Regions from separate parts of the Gossypium hirsutum genome. Here region 1 is linked to region 2. Evidence: chromatin contacts called from public Hi-C data. All regions are on one chromosome and are shown on one strand. The core of a region is the stretch at or near the end of the contact, and the rest is flanking DNA. Distances in the headings are between cores, read along the strand shown.

Region 1 (3,490 bases), core at 715-3,214, 140 kb before region 2:
AACACATTCATTAAACTTCACCGTAATTTTCTTATTCACATAATTAATTGTTTCACAATTAAACTTTTGTACAATTTTCAATTTAGTCCCTATTGACATGTAATTTATTTTTCACCATATAAGCACTTTAATCAAATAATTCATTATAATATCTTATTTCACATGACAAATTTTCATGGATATCATTTCTTTTGTTTCAATTATAAATTTCACAAAGTTTACAATTTAATTCTTAACACCATGAAGATTCATTATTTATTATAATTTCACCTTAACATCATTTTTTAATCAATTCACTACTTATCATAATCTCAAATGTATGTTTGTTTCATTGAAAATAACTTTTATGAAATATTTTCAGGAAATTTGTCAAATGATAAAAAAATATTCTACACAAATTCATCCAAACACCAGAAATATTAGCTTTTCTAGAAAAATAAATCATTTTTCAGAAATCATTTTCCAGAAGTCATTTTTAGTGAAACAAACGGAGCCTTAATTTAATTATTCAATTGATTCACAATTTTAATTTAGTTATTTATTATAGGGTAAACTACACCCCAAGTACTAAGCTATTAGCAAGTTTATGTTTTGGTCACTTAACTTCAAAATATTACAAAATGATCACTAAACTATTCAAAAGTTTTCATTTAAGTCACTGAACTATTTGAAAGTTTTTATTTAAGTCACTGAACTGTTAAGTATTAAGTTCAGTTAGTGAGCTCTAAGTGACAATTCGATGATCGATACAATGTATTGATACTCATCTACGAATAGAAAAACATACTTTAGATCCAAGTCAATCTAATGGCCAGTGTTAGAGATCGGAGAAGAAAGTTGTTTGGCTTTCGGTTTGCAAAATTCATAACATTTAAAGTTGTTTCATGAAAAAAATGACCATAGAAGAGAAGAGAAATAAGAACTTTCGATTGGTGCAAACGATGCAAATTGAGAAGACCATACAATAGAGATTTTAACAATCTAGTGACTCAAATGAAAACTTTTGAATAGTTCAGTAACTATTTTGTAACTTTTTGAAGTTAAATTATGAAAACGTAAACTTATTAATAATTTAGTGACTTTGAGTATAATTTACCCTTTATTGTTTTTAGATGTAACGACAAATTTTAGTACTTGTATATATATAATTAATGTCTTACAATTTAGAGTGAAGTAATTTTTAAAATAAATCATATATTAATATGAAATTTTAAATCCCAGTGAGACTTTTGTTGTGTTTGAGATTTTAACGTGCGAGTTCAACTTAAATTATTATGTGTTTAAATTTTAATATTTTTCTATTCAATAAACTCTAAATTTAATTTTCAATCCATCCTAACATGTTTTTATTTGTTATTATAATTATAAATCTTCAAATTATATATGAATGAAGTTTCATTTAATGTATAATTTTATATAATAAATTTTAATTTTATGTAATTTTATATATATAATTTTAATTGATCTAATTTTTACGTATTATTAATACAACTATTAATATAATATCATTTCATGTTTATATATTGTATATACAAATAATTATATTTATTTAATATAATAATATTTTAATGTATTTATTTATTTATTTATTTAGATATGTATAATTAAATTAAAATAAAATTTTATGTATATATTTGAATATAATTAAAATTTTAAGAGTACAAGAAATCAAAATGCTTAAATTATATATTAAATTAAAGTTTACTGATTTTTCGGTTAATTATATAATCATAAAAACTTCTTAAAAAAGGAAATTTTAAATTAAGAGAATTGGTTACAAAGCACCAACTGAAATCGCAACAAGTGGAATTCTGTTAGCTCCGCCCTGAATAGAGGGAGAAAAATGATAAAAGAAAAAGCTCGACGGACTGTTTTGACTTCCGCACGTGGAAAGGGACCACCCAGGGAATCGACGGTTCGCGCGTAAATATTGTCAACGTCTCTCCTTGAAGGCTTGGCGCCGCACTGAAATTGACTGCAAAACTGCGCTGTTGTTTGCTTCTACTTTCCACCAACTACGCTTCCACCCCCCCCAAAAAAAAAAGCACGAAAACTTAGATCTCCGCCGTTGCTCTTTGGTTCTTTCCGTTTGATATGGAAGTGGCGTCCGCCGCCGCAGAGAGGATAGACCTGCCGAGGCCGCCCTTGGATCCTTCTCTTTCTCAACGAGCTTCCAATGTCGTTTCCGATTCTTCAACTTCGCCGAATGGTTCGTCTACCACCAGCACTCCCGATCGTTATGATCCTTCCAATTCTTCGCCTAATCCTAGTTACAGAGAAGTTGACATTCAGGTTCCTTTTCCTATCACACTCTAGTAACTTAATTCGTTTCTCTGCTCCTTTTACAACAGCTAGGGAAAAGGCGAGAATATAGGTTTGGCTTCTGTTTTGATTTTAAGTTTGCTATGCGTATGGTTGAAACAAATTACCCTTATATTGGTATAATTACTTTCAACTTTCTATTATTAGGAATAGGTTGAAGCTATTCTGTTTTCATGGTTAAGTTCGTAAATTAGTTCCTGAAAGTTTTGCAAGGACTTGGTATTTATGTAGCTAAGGACCATCTCGATTAGTACTACAAAGTTGTAAGCTATCGGCATTTTAAGTTCCATCAATCTTGTCGCATGGTATAGCACCCTGTAAACCAGCAGTAAGTTTAGTGCCGTGGGAATTATATGAAAGCCAGAAATTGTTGCCGAATTCATGTATATATAATGCAAGCAAGGGACGAATAAGGGAGAGATCATCTGGATGGTAACAAAATAAGAAAGCTGCTTTTGTAACAAGCACAATTCAAAATAAACGGGGAATATTGTTTGATTGGTGTTCTAGAAATGAGAAATATTATTTATAAATATTTTGATCTAACAAGAGATTGAAAAGAGGATGGTCTATAAGAAGTTCTAGTTAATGCATAGGGAATAAAACATGGACTGATTATAGTAAGTAGGTATGACGACTTAATATTCTGTTCCGTTTCAAAAATGAGCAAACCAAAAATGCATTGAAGAAAAGGTTATATGTGTATTTTGCTTTTGTTGAATTTAAAACTTCTAGCATTTATGACTAACTGTGATGCTTTTAAATTTCAGTCTCCAGCAGCATTGAGGAGTGAAGAATATCGCCAACTGTTTAGGCTTCCTCCTGAGGAGGTGAATGCCTTTGCTGTGTTGTAATCACTAGCTGTTAGCAACTCTCTACTTGTTCCTTTGTATTCCTTTTGACATTCTTTGGCTTGTATATGCAAGAATTGTTTCTCATGATTGATGCGCGAGAGATACAGCCAGTTTGTATTTAAGAAGTTTTGGGGTCTTAAACATTCATGTGGAACACACAGCAAACATTTGTTTGTTTTTGGTGAGAGATTTGAAAAGGCTTGTTTGTGCTTTTTCTTCTATTTTTATTCTAAATAATATCTCATCTTTGAACTTTTAAAACACTTTCCCTTTGAAGTTTAAAAGGAGTGTTTTTCATCTTTAGTCTATTCATT
Region 2 (3,728 bases), core at 181-2,680:
ATTTACTTCTCTATTCAAGAGAAAGAAAAAAAATTACCATCAAAATAAGCAGGGCCTTACTGAGCACCAGGCAATTCCAGTGATAGGTTGGAACCGCTCAGGAGCGGTAAACGAAGTGTGGGTCTTTGGCCTTCAGGTTGATTTGCTTCCTTTCAGGTTGATTTGAGCGTGAGATTGTTGATGGCTAAAGAAAAGAAAAAGTGAAATCATTGAGAAATTTCAATCTGAGGGTGTTTTCGAAAGGGAAAATAAGGTCATTTGGTGGAGAGGCTAGAATAGCCAATTCGGCACCTCCTTCTCTGAATGACTATGCAATAATTTTCGGAATGAAGTTGTAATCGCCATTCGGTGTTCTAAGCATTCCAATGAACCAAACCTCTGCTTTACTATAGAAATTGGAACCATCTTGTAATAGCTTTGCCATTACATTGAACCAAACGAAGCGTTAGCATTATCCTTGTATTGACACTTAAAAGAGGCATATGCCAATGGCCAACATGATTCAATCTTTGCCAAATTTGTACCCTCAATATCAGTGACCATTACAATTGAGTTTTTATAATAAATAATTAATAATAACAATTAATTGAGAATAACAATAAGGAAATTGATAATGCGTTAGTATTTTTGGTGGCATATATCATCATAATGGAAGGTAAGAATTTTGTGCCAATTACGGGTGGGTTTAGATAGGCGGTAGGGTATGGTGCAGTGCATTTAACTTATTTTTTGTCACACATTACAGTATCGCTATAGTATCTAATATCACTACCACCAATGTTTTTACACTAACCGTAATTAAATGTACTGCCCATCCAAACCCACCGTAAGCATTGTAAATTGATGAAAGATGACATTAAATTGAGTTTTCAATCATTTTTTTAAAGACTAAAAATGGAAAAAGAGTATAAAAGTGAGCCTACAATCAAGAGATTACTAAATCCTAAATCGATAAGTTTACTCCATAATTTGAACCTATGTTTCTCAAAATCATTGAATTTTCAGTAAATTATTTTTTTACTGAGAATTATTCTTGGGGTTTTCAATCAATTACAAGGACTTTTCAAAGAATAATTTTGTGCAATTGGGAAGTTTGGGTTATGAGAGTACTAAGTGAAATCACTCCTTAGATTCTTTAATTTTGTGTGTTATGTGACAATAAATAAAATAAAATAATAAAATAATATTTTAGAAAAAATTAAAGAAAAAAGAAAATAAAAAACTAGTCCTTGATGATTTTTTGTTCGGAGAAATAAATTGCAAAGGAAATTTATTTATTTATAATTTTTGACCTTTAAAAACGAAAAAGAAATTCAAATCCACCGTTGCATTTTTCTTAAACAGTAATGAAGTGAGCCACAAAGCCCAGCCCCAAAAACAAACACTGGAACTTGATCAGATCCATTATTGTTTGTTTCTTGAGTAAACGTCAATGGCCCAGTTCAATCGACTCCAGACCCAGATCCAAAGAGTTCCTTAGAACCAAACGAAGAATTGCCGTTTACTTCAATTTTAAATATACTCTCTCTGCTTCAGGCTTCAGGCTTCCACCCTCTTGCGTTTGCGTGTCTTCTCATCTCTGCTTTTGCCCCCTTTTATCTTTCTTCTTCTTTTTCTCCTTACTTCAGCCGAATTTTTCCGGCGAAACGGTGTCAGATCTTTGTGATCTATAGCCGGAAATTTCATTTCGAGTTCGACGATCTCACCCTTCGATCTTTCTATTTTCTTCAGCCTACCATGAATCCCGAATAGTAAGTTCTCTCTTTATTTTTATTTTAGTAGTATTTTTAACTTTTTTTTTGCGCTGTTTTATTATTTCGTGACGTTATTTTTCTTCTTGGTGGTGCGATGACGCTCGAAATTTTTGTAAGAAACTATAATTCTCGGTGTTGAAAGTCGCTAGGTTTTGCTCTTAGATCTGTTGATGGAATTGGGATTTTCTTTTCTCGTCTGTATTTGTTTCTAAAGTTGTCTTATTTCCAACTGGGGTTTCTCTCTGGGATTTAGTGAAAAAAAAAAGGAGGAAAAGATGCGAGCTTTGATGCGTTCTTCAATTATTCACGCCCTTCCTTTGTAGTATCTATATGGTATAAGAAAAAATTAAATGGATTTTGGTTTGAACTGGATTCTAAATAGTATTAAGATATACTGTAAGTTCCGATGTCTTTGCCAAATCGATTATTTGTGATGAAGAAGCAAATCTAACTCGAAAAAGTGTCCATTGATTGAACTTTTCAAGGGTGATGTAGCAAACATATGCTCACTTGCTCTAACTTGAATGGAATTGAAATGAATTTTATATTGAGGCACCAACAAAATTAAGAATTCAACCGTCAATGACGCGGAATTGTTAGGGTTGACCTTTGGTAAATAATTTGGTGTTCTGAGTTTTTATTGCTGACAATATCAACTTTAGTTTTGGTTTCTGAAATAGTCTCTTTGTGTTGTCTGTTTTGCATCGTTTATGGAAATCAACTTTTTGTTGTGCGTGGTATAATTAGAGATATCATGTTCTTACATCATTGAGAAGTATGTTAATATTATCTGTGGTTGCACACTTTTGCAGTGACTATCTTTTCAAGCTACTTCTTATTGGAGATTCAGGTGTTGGAAAATCTTGCCTTCTTTTGAGATTTGCTGTAAGTTTCTTGACTTAAATTGGCATTTGAGATTAAATCTCTTTACTTTTTAGAGTTCTGTTGCACATTCAAGATATTTGTATGAGCACCTTTATATTTATATTCGCTTTTGATGTTATGGATTATACTAATGAGTAATAATTGATTTAAATGTTCCATTGCTTATATAATGCATAGTGAGAATAAAATTTGTACTTCGATGGAGGACAATTTTGGTAGCTGAATTATATATATTTTTTATATTTGGAAATATCAAGTCTCCAGATATTTTCAGATGGTTATGCGGGACTAAATCTTGAAACTGATCATTATGTAATTTATTTAATGCAGGATGATTCATATGTAGAAAGTTACATAAGCACCATTGGGGTTGATTTTGTGAGTACACAGTCCTTAGTGTTAGTTTGACTTTTAAGTGCCAAAATTTATGGCAATTATTCTAATTTCTTGTCTTCTTGCTTTCTTTTTTTGGTAGAAAATACGCACTGTGGAGCAGGATGGGAAGACCATTAAACTTCAAATTGTATGTTTTTTCATGTTTTTTATTTAATTTCATTTCTTTGAATATTTTCTATCCTAGGTCATCAAGGTAATATTCCTTGTAGAATGAGTTGTCTCCTCATCTGCTCCTCTTCATTGGCTGTTTTTTTTTTCCATTTGTATATTCCCATTTTATTAATTTAGTCCCAGAAAATTGCTCATAATCCTTTGACACTTGGCATACTTGGCATTAAAGCTTCTTGATGATTAACTAGTTAATTTGCTTTTGATTCAATGTACAGTGGGACACTGCTGGACAAGAAAGATTTAGGACAATCACTAGCAGCTACTACCGTGGGGCCCATGGCATAATAGTGAGTGTTCTTTTCCTTTCTAGATTTTCTCATTGCGGTTCCTTTTTTGGTTTTTCCAATTCTTATGTATGCTTCTCTTAAACTTTTTCTTATTCCTTCTTTTCATTTCCCTTTTGCTGTTTGCTCCTGTATTAGATTGTTTATGATGTGACAGACCAAGAAAGCTTCAATAACGTTAGGCAATGGCTTAGTGAAATTGATCGCTATGCTAGTGATAATGTTAACAAAATACTGG

What was found. A called contact is a pair of places that touch in the nucleus more often than the background predicts.
Region 1: a contact with region 2 is called in a Hi-C map of leaf, with 2.9 times the contacts expected there. The contact joins the enhancer-like site here to the promoter of LOC107896233 in region 2. A contact is called at or near these places in 18 of 34 Hi-C or Micro-C datasets (anther, callus, fibers and 4 more).

What each region holds. Positions count from the first base shown.
Region 1 is chrA08:9,138,100-9,141,589 of Gossypium_hirsutum_v2.1, reverse strand. It overlaps the pseudogene LOC107951432. Among protein-coding and RNA genes, the nearest start is that of LOC107952205, 33 kb to the right of the region's middle. Within about 2 kb of position 1,964, at least 6 of the 9 cell types and tissues checked have an H3K27ac peak or open chromatin away from gene starts, as enhancers often do. A contact at or near this core is called in fibers and leaf, where this site is marked.
Region 2 is chrA08:8,994,692-8,998,419 of Gossypium_hirsutum_v2.1, reverse strand. LOC107896233 (ras-related protein RABD2a) reads left to right here and starts at 1,430. Exons shown (of 8, transcript XM_016821376.2): 1 at 1,430-1,751; 2 at 2,567-2,639; 3 at 2,970-3,017; 4 at 3,115-3,162; 5 at 3,422-3,493; 6 at 3,629-3,728. The coding sequence starts at 1,738. It overlaps LOC107952496, which reads right to left and starts at 443. Exons shown (of 4, transcript XR_001698819.2): 1 at 38-443.